Regions from separate parts of the Xenopus laevis genome. Here region 2 is linked to region 1. Evidence: chromatin contacts called from public Hi-C data. All regions are on one chromosome and are shown on one strand. The core of a region is the stretch at or near the end of the contact, and the rest is flanking DNA. Distances in the headings are between cores, read along the strand shown.

Region 1 (6,362 bases), core at 3,005-5,504:
AGCCACTGTGCTCCTTATAGTTTTCCTTGCAAATAGAAATTCACACTTCCTCTATAGAGTATATTCATATAATTCCTCTTTACCATTCCAAACTCTAGAAAATGAATCTCTCTCTATAGTCAAACCTTTGAGAATATTTTTAGTGTGTATAGCTGCTACCCCATTCTACCCATGCTCTGATCAAGTTGTGATGTTGTAAGTCACTGTGAGTGTTTGTACCCCCCAGGTCCGTTCCCTGGAGCAAGCCAACCATGAACTAGAGCTGAAGATCAGAGAATACCTTGACAAGAAAGCAGCAGTTGGCTCCCTGGATTATAGTGGTTACTATAATACCATCAACTTACTGCGCTCCCAGGTAACTTGAATTGCTTTGTGGACTTACTGGCTTTTCCACTACAGCACATTGCTCAGTGTGGACTAAAGATATTTTTTTACAGTACATCCTTCTTTGTGGCATCACAATGAAACCACAAATGTGCAAATAGGAATTTCTTTAGTAACATACTGTAAATGCCCCCACTGAATTTCTTTATCTATTTGCTAAAGAGGTTTTATTGTGTATTAGTCATTTTAGGTACAAAACTTAGCATGTCTTGTTTCCTCTTACAGATCAATGATGCAACCATTGACAATACCAGGCTGGTCCTCAGTATAGATAATGCCAAGCTGGCAGCCGATGACTTCAAAATCAAGTAAGTGATCTACTCTGATGCTGTAATGATCAACTCCATGGGTGAATAGAACAACAAACCACACAAACTTAGAGTTTTATGTATAATGTATTAAATGTAAGGGAGTTTGTGATTGGAACCATGGCCATGTAGAGTTACCACTTGCCAAAGTTAGAACTAGATAGCCTGGTTTCAGTTTGTGCTTTCTGGGTTTGAAAAGCAGGACAAACCAGAAAAAAACAGGCAGATGTGTACTATTTAGGAAACTTTGAGTTAATATCATAATGCTGTTTATTAATTCAAAAGGAAGCAGAAATAACCAACATATATACCAAACACTAAGTGCAGGTCTGGCCTTCAGTAACCACAGTTTGTACCCCTGACAGGTATGAGTCGGAGATGGCCATTAGGACTGGAGCAGAAAGTGACATAGTTGGACTGCGCAGAGTCCTTGATGAGCTGACCCTCAATAAAACAGACCTGGAGTTGGAGATTGAAAGTCTGAAGGAAGAGCTGATCTACCTAAAGAAAAATCATGAAGAGGTATGGCTGCTTCATCTATTATATCTAATGTCTATTATGCAAAAAAAAAGATATTTTTCTCCTGCTAAAAAGAAAGAGAAATTGAATCCACATTCATTCATTTTTTAAATTCTGATTGTGTTCCAGGAACTTGCTGTTGTTCGTAGCAGTGCTAGAGGCAATGTGGACGTACAGGTAGATTCTGCTCCTCCTGTGGATCTGGCACAGATCATGACTGATGTGAGGTCTCAGTATGAAAGTATGATGGAGAAGAACCGCCAGGAGTTGGAAGCCTGTTACAAAGGACAGGTAAGAAGGCTTTTGAAAGATAGTTAGGTTCTCATTAATATTTATAGTGTTTTCCTTCTTACAGAAGTCCCTTCACCTACCAGACTTAGATTCAACCATTGTGCCCAAAGACATTTTCAAGGGCTCATGGAACTTGGGGTGTAATGTCTTTGGGGTTATGAATCTTATCTTCTGATTCGTGGCACTGACGTTTCCCTTTTTTCTTTTTAACAGAGTGAAAATCTCAACCATGAAGTTGCCACCAACACAGCTGCTCTCCAGACATCTAAGACAGCAATTACAGACCTGAAACGCACAATACAAAGCTTGGAGATTGAACTTCAGTCTCTCTTGAGCATGGTGAGTGTGCATTAGAATTGCTACATAAATATATTGTAACAAAAAACACTTTAAATGTTAAACCTTTATGAGACGTAAGACAATTGTTCTTGTTATTACAGGCTGCCTTTACCTTGCCTAATATTTACTTCTACTCATCTACATGCATTATATTATATCTCTCTAATATATTTCTCTCGATTATAGAAAGGGGCACTGGAAGGGACTTTGGCAGAAACCGAGGCCCAATACAGGGCTCAGCTCAACCATCTGCAGGCGATGATCACACAAGTGGAAATGGAGCTTCAAAACTTACGGTCAGATGCCGACCACCAGTCTTTGGAGTATAAGAGGTTGCTAGATGCCAAGACAAGACTGGAAATGGAAATTGCCACCTACAGACGCCTACTGGAAGGAGAAGACACCAGGTAAGGGGTCCTGATTACCTGTATCTTTGCACAGTCTTGTTTTATTGCTATAACTACTCAGTATGCCAAACTTACATTGTCTTTTTTTATTCTGTTTTTAGATTTTCCCAGACTGAAACACAGAAAGGTAAGCCATTTGGTAATACTTCTTATTGAAGGAATGTGAGATGTATATTGTATCATAGATAATAGTAGCATGCTCCCACTGGTCACAATAAATGCTAAAAAAAAGTTCATACTGAGAAGTGGGATGTGCTTTAAAAGCTATGGTCAAATCTGGAAAATTGAATAGGTTTCATTGTTTCCAACTTGGACAAACTGCCTGAGATGCTTCAGGTGGCCCATTGAGAAACAATAAATATGCAGCCAATAATGTTCTTCAATAACCTGTACAAAGGTTAATAGTATTGTCTCTAGAGTGTTCCTGTTTGGATGCACATCCGTTAAGGCAAATTGACCTCAGAACATCATTTCAGCTTATCCTTGACTTAGTTCAACTCATGGTACAATCTGATCAACACTGACTTTCCTTTGTTTGTTTCAGCTGTTACCATCGTCAGTAAAGAGCAGAGCTCGAGTTCCATCAAAAAGGTGAAGACTGTGATTGAAGAAGTCGTTGACGGGAAAGTGGTCTCTTCTAGAGTTGAGGAATTGACTGAAACATCCTAAAGAGAATCTTGAGATTGAAGAGCGTGTACCTGAGGAAGGGCAATAGAAGAATTGAAGTCAACCAAGAAGTTTGACAGTAAAATGTCGCCAATTGTAGCTACGTTTATAATATGACAAAAGAGAGCGTAAAGAAAAATAAATGTCAGTGGGTGATGCCAAATCCGGCATATGTCTATGTTTGACTCTTCCTTAGGGATAACGCATCCGAATAAAGAATTTCAAGTGAAAATGACTTTTTCCTTCTGGTTTGTTTTCCCTCCAGTATAGTGGTACTAGTATACAGATTGCTATGAAATGCACATTTACTATGCATGGACTTATACACGGGGGGCACAAGGTCACAAATTCATAATGTGTGTGTTTCAAACGCACGAGCTGGTTCTCCACAACAAATGCTTATCTCTAGAATAGAATGATAAAGCCTGGATTGCTGGCTCACGTTGGCTCATAAATGTAGGGCAGTGTCGGACTGGGGTGTCAGGGGTCACCAGAAAACCTTAGACCCACTTTCCAAACTATTATTCCTCCTCACTCAAACTCTTTATTTACTAGTCTTTTATATCTACTTACTCTATTCTTCCAGTATTAAGCCTCTTTTTCCCATAAAGAAGGGAAGGAGCATGAAATAGGCCAAATGTTTAGAAGCAAGAAGTTCCACTGTTATCCCGGTGGTCCAGTCCGACACTGACGTAGGTTTAGACTCTGCTCAGTTATGGCCAAATGATTAGTGTTGTCATGAATGAGCTTAATGGTGCCCCGAGTCCTGTGATACCTCAGTTTAAGTCCCTTGGTTCAGGGTTAGGGTGTCGGTGTGACAATAGGGGTTACTCCCAGCACTGATATACACGGAGCTGAGGTAAAACAGTAGGTGGGAGTGACGTGACATTGTGGGGGGTTTGGGGCAGAGGAACGGGAATCATGGCCAATATAATAGACACACGGCCAATAGGGTTGCCACCTTTTGTGGAAAAAATACTGGCCTTCCTATATATTTAACTTTTTTCCCTATTAATAACATTGGGATCAGTCAGGATTTTTACTGGTCAGGCCTGTAAAACAGTGGCCAGGTGGCCACCCTAGTGGCCAATGAAGTAAAAAATGTCTGGTTCTGATTTCCACTTAAAACAGGAGAATGTGGGGCAAACAAGTAACAGATTCTCAACATACAATAAATATGTGCCTTTACAAAGAGTCTTGACAATAAAACAACTTTTATAGAAATGTGTATGTGTAGGAAAGTGATTTGACACAACTGCTTCTCCTCACACTCAACACTGGCTCCAGCCCCGCCCACTCCATCTCCCATAATCCACTTCTGCAACCACGTGACTGACACCTGAGCGGCCACATTGGATTCCCCTGCCGCAGCGCAGACGAGTCGCTGTTTATTTCCTATTAGGGGGGAGAATAGGGTGCCGTTACCCTGCAGCCTGAAGGATTTGCTGAGCAAATGATCCCACAACGGACTGTTTGTTGGTAAGAGTAAATGTGACTGGCACAGTGTGCACAACTATATTTCTCTAGTCCTGCTACTGGCTGCTTATTTATATAGACGCCTCCCCCCCCCACACACCAGTGTGAATGGTTTCACCCAAACCGGAAGGTTCAGCCTGATTAGCTCCTCCTGCTCTAAACTAAAAGGAAAGAGTGGCTTCAGCAGTCACTGTCTTGTTCTGTTATTAGTCTCTGTGTTACTTCCTTGTACAATGGCCAATTCCAAGCAACCTTCCCATTGGTCTTCTTTGTTTACTTTTTATAGTTTCTGAACTATTTGCCTTTTTCTTCTTCTGACTCTTTCCAGCTTTCAATGGGGGTCACTGACCCCATGTAAAAAACAAATGCTCTGTAAGGCTACAAATGTATTGTTATTGTTACTTTTTATTCCTCATCTTTCTTTTCAGGCCTCTCCTATTCATATTTTAGTCTATTATTCATATCAATGCATGGTTGCTAGGGGAATTTGGACCTTAGCAACCAGATACCTGCTGAAATCTTTCATCTTTCTATTCAGGCCTCTCCTATTCATATTCCTGTCTCTTATTCAAATCAGTGCCTGGTTACTCTGGGAATTTGGGCCTTAGCAACCAGCTATTTGCTGAAATCTTTCATCTTTCTATTCAGGCCTCTCCTATTCATATTCCAGTCTCTTATTCAAATTAGTGCATGGTTGCTAGGGTAGAGCCCTAGCAACCAGATTATAGAAACTGCAAACTGGAGAGCTGCTGAATAAAGAGCCCAATAGCTCAAAAACCACAATAAAACCAATTGCAAATTGTCTCGGAATATCCCTCTCTGGGGGGAAAAGCTGTGACAAATGAAGCACAGATGAGTCTTCTACAAAAGTGTGTTCAGAACAATCAGGCGCTGCTGAAAGGGGCACTAGAGACCTCCCATTCTCAGGCCTTCACCTACAGACCTTCCTTTCTAATTGACTGGTTGCTAGGCTTATTAAGCCGTAGCAACCTGATAGCCATTGCATTTTCAAGCCTGAGAGTTGCAGAAGAATAAATGTAAATACTTTAAAATAAATAGTCTAAATGGCGGCAGCAAGTGTTCAATCTCTAAAGACTTCAGCACAGGGGAAGTAGGTAAATATTTGACCTAAATCTATCCCTAAATATAATGTTTTCCAGTAATAACTCCCAACCGGCAGGTTTCCCATGAAAATGCCTGGACTGGATCCAATCAAACCCGGGTGAATGGGTGAAAGTCTCCTGTGTGTTTAATAAACAGAATATTCATGAACCCTTTAGCTGCTGAAGCTCCGCTTGGCTCACGTCACCCGGATCTGATTTTCAGGGCAAAAGAAATCCAGTGAGATAAAGAGGAAAGAAGTTGTGATTGGAGCAGCGAAAGCCAATCAGGAAGACGGGCCAGATTTACTCATATTTTCATTCCAACATGGAATTTGAGGTATGAAACTCATCACTAGCAATTACTCACCAATTGACATGAATTACTGACCAATTTACATTAATTATTGACCAATGGACATTAATTACTGACCAATGTACAGCGATTACATATTTCTTGGTTTGAAAGTGGCCGTACACTATAAGATCCGCTCGTTCGGAGAGGTCTAACAAACAAGTGGGTCTTCCCCCCGATATATCCAGCGATATCAGCTAATCTGAGCTAATCACAGCACTTATTTGGCACCCCAAGAACATATTTCATGCTAGTGTTGCTCCTCAACTCCTTTTACTTCTGAATGTTGCTCACGGGTTGTAAAGGTTGGGGATCCCTGGTCTAAATGATCCAATCAGATGCTTAAATGTGCTCATGTATGGCCACCTTAATGGAGAATAAACCCCCCTTCAACTGCTCTCCATCTGCCCCCTTTACCTCTCTGTCCCACACAGTGTATTACTTATATTAGCCCTCCTATTGGGATTCCTGAGCGCAAGAAGCAGATCAGAGGGGGCAGTTGAGAGGGCTATTAGTG
Region 2 (6,965 bases), core at 2,993-5,492, 170 kb after region 1:
AATAACTCAACTCGAATTTCCTCCTATAATTTTCCTGTGATTTCTTTGCACATTTATAGTCTATTCCTGAATTCTTTGATAATGAACACACTGCCTTGGTTTTTGTTTACACCTTTACACTATGAGATGTATTTTTTATCCCTTTTCCTTCTTCCATTATTTCATTTACAGCTAATTGTATCTCGGCTATGGCCTTTGGATTTCTAACTTGCCCTTTGCACCTCAAGAACAACTGTAAATGCAGATAACCATCAGGTGCAGAAGGAAATGGGAACTGTTAGAAAAAATCCATGAAACTCTAGTGTATGATGTAGAATGTAATAACACACCTGAGTCTCAAACTGTTGCTTGGCATCTTGTTTGATCTTTCCTACTACTTCTTCACATTGTGTCCTCATATCAGCCAGTACTTTTGCCAGATCCACAGAGGGAGCTGCATCCATCTCTACAGTGACTTTGCCTGTTATTTGGTTGCGGAGCACCCCGGCTTCCTGGGAAGAACAAGAGAAAAGAGTGTTTTGAAGTGCCATTGTCCTGTTTACTGAGAAGTGGTTGTAGCTTGAATTTTAAGATTACAGAGACCCTGGCCTCATTTACTACCGGCAGATACAAAAATCGCACATCTCTATAAAAGTAACAATTTAGGCCTTCAAATTTGTGCGCAGGAGGTCACCATCTTGGATTTTGTTAAGAGCGTCAGGGATACTGCACATGCTCAGTGTGGCTTGGGAGCTGTTGAGAAGCTCAGGTTAGGGGTCTTTGCAAATCATCAAGGAAATGAGGTTCATCTGTCATGAAAGCTGATGCTACAAGGGCTGTGGGTATCTTGGGCTGGTACAGAACCCCAAATGTATTGAACAGCATTTCTAACTTACTTTTTTGATAAAGGTTTGGTCTCCTTCGAGCATTCTGTTTTGAATCATTAAGAAAATAACCAAGTATTACACAGTTATAAAGGTGTGGGAACTTTGAATCCAATATCATATCATGGATAAAATATGGACCTTGAAATAGCTCAAGGCAATAAAACCATAAAACCAAATAAAGGGATGGAGGAAGTAAATCATAAAGAAAGACTTGGTATACTTAAGAGTACAATGAATTCTCAATGGGTTTTTTTTTCCAGGTAAGATAGGGTCATCCTTTCGGACCGTGAGTAAGCCCCTTTATCAGGAATAAACACAGTCGTATAATTTTATGATAAGACCGTGAATTTGTTGAATGAAGAGGTAATAGCTAACTAAATAGATAGTCCAGTGAAGTGAATGGTGTTCCAGTGAGCATTCTACCAGGCCATAATGTTCAACAAAAGCCTGTTTCGTCTGCACATTTAATTGGCAGGTTATCTATTAAACACAAGAAAGTGTAGGGTTTGTGGGTTTAAGAGCAAATGAAGTTTTACTTTGGGATGTCAGATCCAGTGTTACTCACCTCCTCGTGGCTCTTCTTGAGGTAAGCTAGGTTCTCCTGTAGGAATTCATACTGGTGTTCCAGGTCAATCCTTTCAATATTGAGGTCATCTATCAGTTTACGCAGCCCAACAATGTCTTTTTCCACACCAATTCTGAGGGACTGCTCACTCTCAAACCTACAAAAAGGCAAAGGAATATAATCATAGAATTGGAAGTATTAATGAGGAGAGACCAACACTGGCGAAACATAACTGTGGACAGGCAAAAAGTTAGGGCAGACAGCAAGAATCAAAGTGAAGAAGAGACAGGTCAATGACCAGAAGAGTCAGTAAAGGACAATCATCATGCTTGAGCAAGGTCTGATGACCATAAGACAGAAATGAAGTACAAATAGGGTGCCAAAGACAAGGAAATGACAAAAACTTTGATCAAGACTTGCGCTACGACACACACTCCAATGATGGATCAGCAGTGAGCAAAAATTCTGGTCCCTTGGCACGCCTAACAAATATGTTGTTTTTTATGTAATGCAGAATACCCCAAAAAATGTTGAAACAACATTTTGTCTTTCAAATGGATTGTCCACCTTTATGGCAATTTAGTCATGCACATTTTCTACCTACAGCTAAGATCAGCTGAACTTGTTAATAATAAAAAAGCTGTTTTCAACTGTATTTCACATTTGTCTCTAGCTATAAGTCTATATTAACTACTGTATATTTACACTCTCTGGTGAACACATTGACTTCAATTCCTTTGCCCTTGTCTGATCCCTGCTAGTCACTGATCACTGCTGGTGATGCTTATCTCAAATCAGTGCTGAGGTGAATGGAAAATACGTGTTCTCCAACCAATATGGTCAACAAAGTCCAACTAATCAAAACCCAATATGCCCAAGAGATGGAGATGGATACGTTAACCTTTGCCTCAGCAAAGGAGGTCAAAGGACTTCTTCAGAAGGATGAGCACCAAGATCTAAAGATGTTTTACTTTTGAGGTACAGCTTGGTATCTTTCTCTTAGTGAAATATTTTACATAGGTTAGCGACCCTTATCTGAGCCCTTGATCTAATTGCAAAGCAGATATCATGGCAAAGGTGATAATGCCTACTTGAGTCTGAAGTCCGCTGCAGCCAGCTTAGCATTGTCTATATTCAGCAGGATTTCAGCATTGACCATGGTTCTGTTCAAAATCTGAAAAGGTAAGATACTTTAGCCATTATCACCAGGAGAGATCAAAGTTGTGAAAATCCTCCATAAAATGTTTTGACAAATTCAACAGTTACCCTATACATATGCTGCTTAGCACTAAGGGGTGTAATTTTGATCATCTAAGTTCTCTTGCATGAGGGACATTTGTAAATGACCCCCTCAGGTCTTCAATATTCAGCATTAGCCCAGAGAAACCACCCAAGACATGTCTTTGGGAACTGCTGGTCAGAAATGCCAATTAGATTTGTAGTATGAAATTGATATCTAGTAGGGTTTTAAGCTTAAGTGTTTCATATTTTAATAAAACTCATAACAATTAGACAGAATATTTGGTTTTATATGTTTTAAGAGTTATACCTCGTATACCTGCAAACACTTCAAAAGATAATGACAGCAAAGGGAATTTAATTATCAATAGTAATTGATGCAATCAATGAATTTATCTCGAGTCTGCTGATCTATTACTATTTGAAACCATAAAGAGTTGTATTTGGCTTGACAACTGTTGCCTTGTTTCTTGTTGTTTTAGCGTCTTCTCCGTGCAACACCTCGTTGTTGGTCATTTATCAATTTATTACTTCTCCTAGGTTTACAAAGGGTGTTCTTGTCCTTATTTTTAGATATTGTTTTAGTGTTCATTCTTCTGCAGTTGTGTCATATAGCAAAGTTCAGTTGTGGCAATGGCAAATGGCATTATCTCTTCCTACAGCTAGAGATGACGCAACCTTCAGATATTCAGTTTCACTAAATATTTGTTTCTGATAACTGCAGTTTTCATGGGGTGTGTGATACTGGTGACATGCTGTCAGCATTGGGGCCCTATCATTACCGCCTGCCCTAAGGCTGTGGTCTTCACTGAGCACCAAATTTTCCATCCAGCGCACAGTGCAGAGTACAGTGACCAGCGATGATTAGGAAATGAGCACAAAGGGACACACTCTGGAGTGCAGAGACCCATGGTCACCCCATCAATACAGCACTACTTGTACTCAACAGTGCTGTAATCATGAAAGGTGGATGGGGAGAGGCACACATGTATTTTAATTTTGTTGAAAACAATAAATGAAATACAAAAAGACCAATACTCTACCAAAAACTTAGTCGTTTCTAACAATTTCGAGCTTCAAATGTCTCACCTCAGTTTTTAGATCCTCAATGGTCTTGTAGTAGTCTTGATAATCCTTCTGCCCCACACCAGAATTCTTGCCGTACCAATCCTTGATCTGTAGTTCTATCTGAGAATTGGCCTTCTCCAAGGAGCGTACTTTGTCCAGGTAGGTGGCCAAACGATCATTCAAGTTCTGCATGGTGTGTTTCTCATTGCCATTGAGCAAGATATCACTGTTGGTATTGATCAACAAGCTGCTGCTACCACCACCATAGCCACCACTGTAACCTCCACCATAGCCACCACCATAGGTTGAGCTTTTTGAAATTTTAGTACCATAGCCTCCAGCTCCGGCATAGACGCTTCCAGTATGCCTTGGTGAGTGGAGTCTGCTGTAGTTTCCACCTGCCGATGAGGTTCCTCTCTCTACGGAAATTGTCCTGTACATGTTCGCCATGGTGGACTGTATCTTAGTAGCAAATTCGAACACTTGTGAGGCTAAGCAAACCTGGGCACAATTGGGATCTGTGGAGCTATATTTATATACACACACACACAGTCAAGATTAGCAGCTCCTCCCAGTCCATTAAGACATGGCTCTACCCGTATCAGAACCTGATAAAGCTGAAAGGTAAAGATTGCTGAAAAAACACCTTTGTATGGTTTGCTCACTCACTTTGGATTAAGGTCCTGTAGTAAAATGTCTGTTTTAGTGTATCATATAAGTTAGTGTTTGTTCATGTCTATTCTAAACTCATTTTTACCTTTTAAGCTTCTCAGCGCTACCTACTTTTTATAAGCTTGATTTTTCATATCCAATTAATAGGCATGAAGGATTTTGTGTTTAGGAACAAGTGAGGACATTACACAAATGCTGAGTGATTCGCTGGTGTGTAGGGAAGTGATTTTGTTGTGTGTGGAGAGAAAATAAACTGCCTTTTAACTTGCATTGATAGCCATGGAAACCAATGACAAAAGGGGTATCCAATGTTAAGGTACATGAAATTAAATGACCAACTGCAAATAATCGGATCAGCAGAGCCAAGAAGAAACCCTCAGCCAAGTTCTGCAGTTCTAAAGTCCAACAACTTTACCAGTAACCTATGCTCAATGAGTCAGAGAAGGTGATAACACCAATATATACGAGGGTTTTGGGCTAAAAAGCCTCAGGATGTAGGATTGGTTATAAACTCTGTATTCTTGCCAACCCAGCATAACAATAAGGGGCAGATTTACATAGGATCGAATATCAAGGGTTAATTGACCCTCGATATTCGACTGCCGAATGTAAATCCTTCGACTTCGAATATCGAAGTCGAAGGATTTACCGATATTCCTACGATCGAACGATCGAAGGAATAATCGTTCGATCGAATGATTAAATCCTTCGAATCGAATGATTCGAAGGATTTTAATCCATCGTTCGAAGGATATTCCTTAGATCAGAAAATTGTTAGGAAGCCTATGGGGACCTTCCCCATAGGCTAACATTGGCCTCGGTAGGTTTTAGGTGGCGAACTAGGAGGTCGAAGTATTTTTTAAAGAGACAGTACTTCGACCATCGAATGGTCGAATAGTCAAATGATTTTTAATTCAAATTGTTCGATTCGAAGTCGAAGTCGTAGTCGAAGGTCGAAGTAGCCAATTCGATGGTCGAAGTAGCCATTCGAAATTCGAAGTATTTTTTCTTTTATTCCTTCACTCGAGCTAAGTAAATGGGCCCCTTAATGTAAGGGAAGGGTGATTTTAGACATAGAAATGGATGAGTCAGAGAAAATATGGACTCTTTGGTGGACATTCTGTTTAGTAACCACTTATCAAACCAACCAACTAAGATCTATAAGGGATCCTGGTAACTTTCAAATACGTCACCATGAAACAATACGTTTTTAATTCCCAGACAGAAATGTGTCTACACTTCCTTTGTAGATTTGTGTTCTCCTTCCACAATCTTCTCTCTGAAATATCCCCAATGACTTTCTCAAACCAAGCCAATATACTGTAAGTCTTTTTTTTTTTTATAAATGATTTATAAAAGAACATTCATTGACACATTACTTCTACTATGCACATGCCTACGAGCTAATTCATTTCTTGCGCTCATATGAATTGCCCTATTTAATAGGGGATTTCCAACCCAAAATTATAACTTCACATTTTACTTTGCCTGAAGTGCCTGAGTAATGTCAACAGAGCAGCTAATAACCAAGAACAACCTTGCAACAAGTGTCATCCATTCACTCCATTGAGACATTGGATCCATCTGCCTTCACCCTTGAGCAATCCTTATTCCAAGGAGCTGTGTCCATCATTTGCTTGGATAAGAACTGTCCGTGCAAGGAATTTACCTTAGTTCAAGGTCAGTAGCATCTTGTTCTCAGAAAAACTCTCTAAGTTGCAATGTCTTATTTAGGATTCACCATTAAAAATGATATTCTCCATACCGCCCCTATTTCTATTCACTTACCCAGTAGATACTTTATTCCGGGTAAATCGTGTATTTATCTCTAACTGCTATATAACTAGGAAGCAGTAGACACTTTTCAGTGTTTACAAATGGTTTGCAGTGGCTGATCACTTTATGGCCCATCCATCCCTTCTGAGAGAAGAATGCATTTTTATAAGCAGAACACACCACTATGGTATAAAACAGTAGCCAATGCAGAACGGAATAGGTGTAGGATATTTCAAACAGTAGCGCAAAAGATGGGGTCCAGTGAAATGTTACCCAGTCTTGCTGCCCTATGTCATCATGTGAGCTCTATAAAGCAATGTTTTGTCAGGTACAGAACCAAAGAGAACCAGGTTTATTTCTGCCGTTGGCCTGTAACATTATAAACACCAAAAAGCTATTACTTGGGGCGAAATGTGTTGCACACAGAGATACATAAACATTGGGGTTTTAAATGAAGAGGACAAAGCATATGGCAGGTAGGCACAGAATAAATGAAGCATTACATATTTCATTCATCATTGGCACATGCATACGTGTAAATCAGTTGGCGTCAGGAGAACAAAGGTTGTTTTACTTGGCAGTCAACCATTTCTCCTTCTCTGCCAAAAGAACTTTTTTGAAGCCGTTATAGACCACAGCAAACCATTTAAACAACAACATAGCCTGACGGAAGTTCTGGGGCCCACAGGAAAAACCTTTTTTTAGGCCCTCACCCCATAAGGAAGATCTGGTTTACACATATATATCAATACTGCTCAAGTCACCCAACTCTCTTTTAT

What was found. Hi-C and Micro-C count contacts between places; a contact is called where the count stands out from the background.
Region 2: a contact with region 1 is called in a Hi-C map of the XL177 cell line, with 2.7 times the contacts expected there. The contact joins the promoter of krt20.S here to the enhancer-like site in region 1. A contact is called at or near these places in 2 of 4 Hi-C or Micro-C datasets (the XL177 cell line and the XTC cell line).

The regions. Positions count from the first base shown.
Region 1 is chr9_10S:965,442-971,803 of Xenopus_laevis_v10.1, forward strand. krt70.S (keratin 70 S homeolog) reads left to right here. Exons shown (of 9, transcript NM_001087819.1): 2 at 227-355; 3 at 610-692; 4 at 1,058-1,214; 5 at 1,341-1,502; 6 at 1,716-1,841; 7 at 2,028-2,248; 8 at 2,350-2,375; 9 at 2,793-3,146. The coding sequence ends at 2,917. It also overlaps the pseudogene LOC108702470. Among protein-coding and RNA genes, the nearest start is that of krt70.S, 3.8 kb to the left of the region's middle. Within about 2 kb of position 4,255, at least 6 of the 7 cell types and tissues checked have an H3K27ac peak or open chromatin away from gene starts, as enhancers often do.
Region 2 is chr9_10S:1,140,275-1,147,239 of Xenopus_laevis_v10.1, forward strand. It overlaps krt20.S (keratin, type I cytoskeletal 19), which reads right to left and starts at 4,243. Exons shown (of 8, transcript XM_018237948.2): 1 at 3,760-4,243; 2 at 2,523-2,605; 3 at 1,432-1,588; 4 at 330-491. The coding sequence starts at 4,188.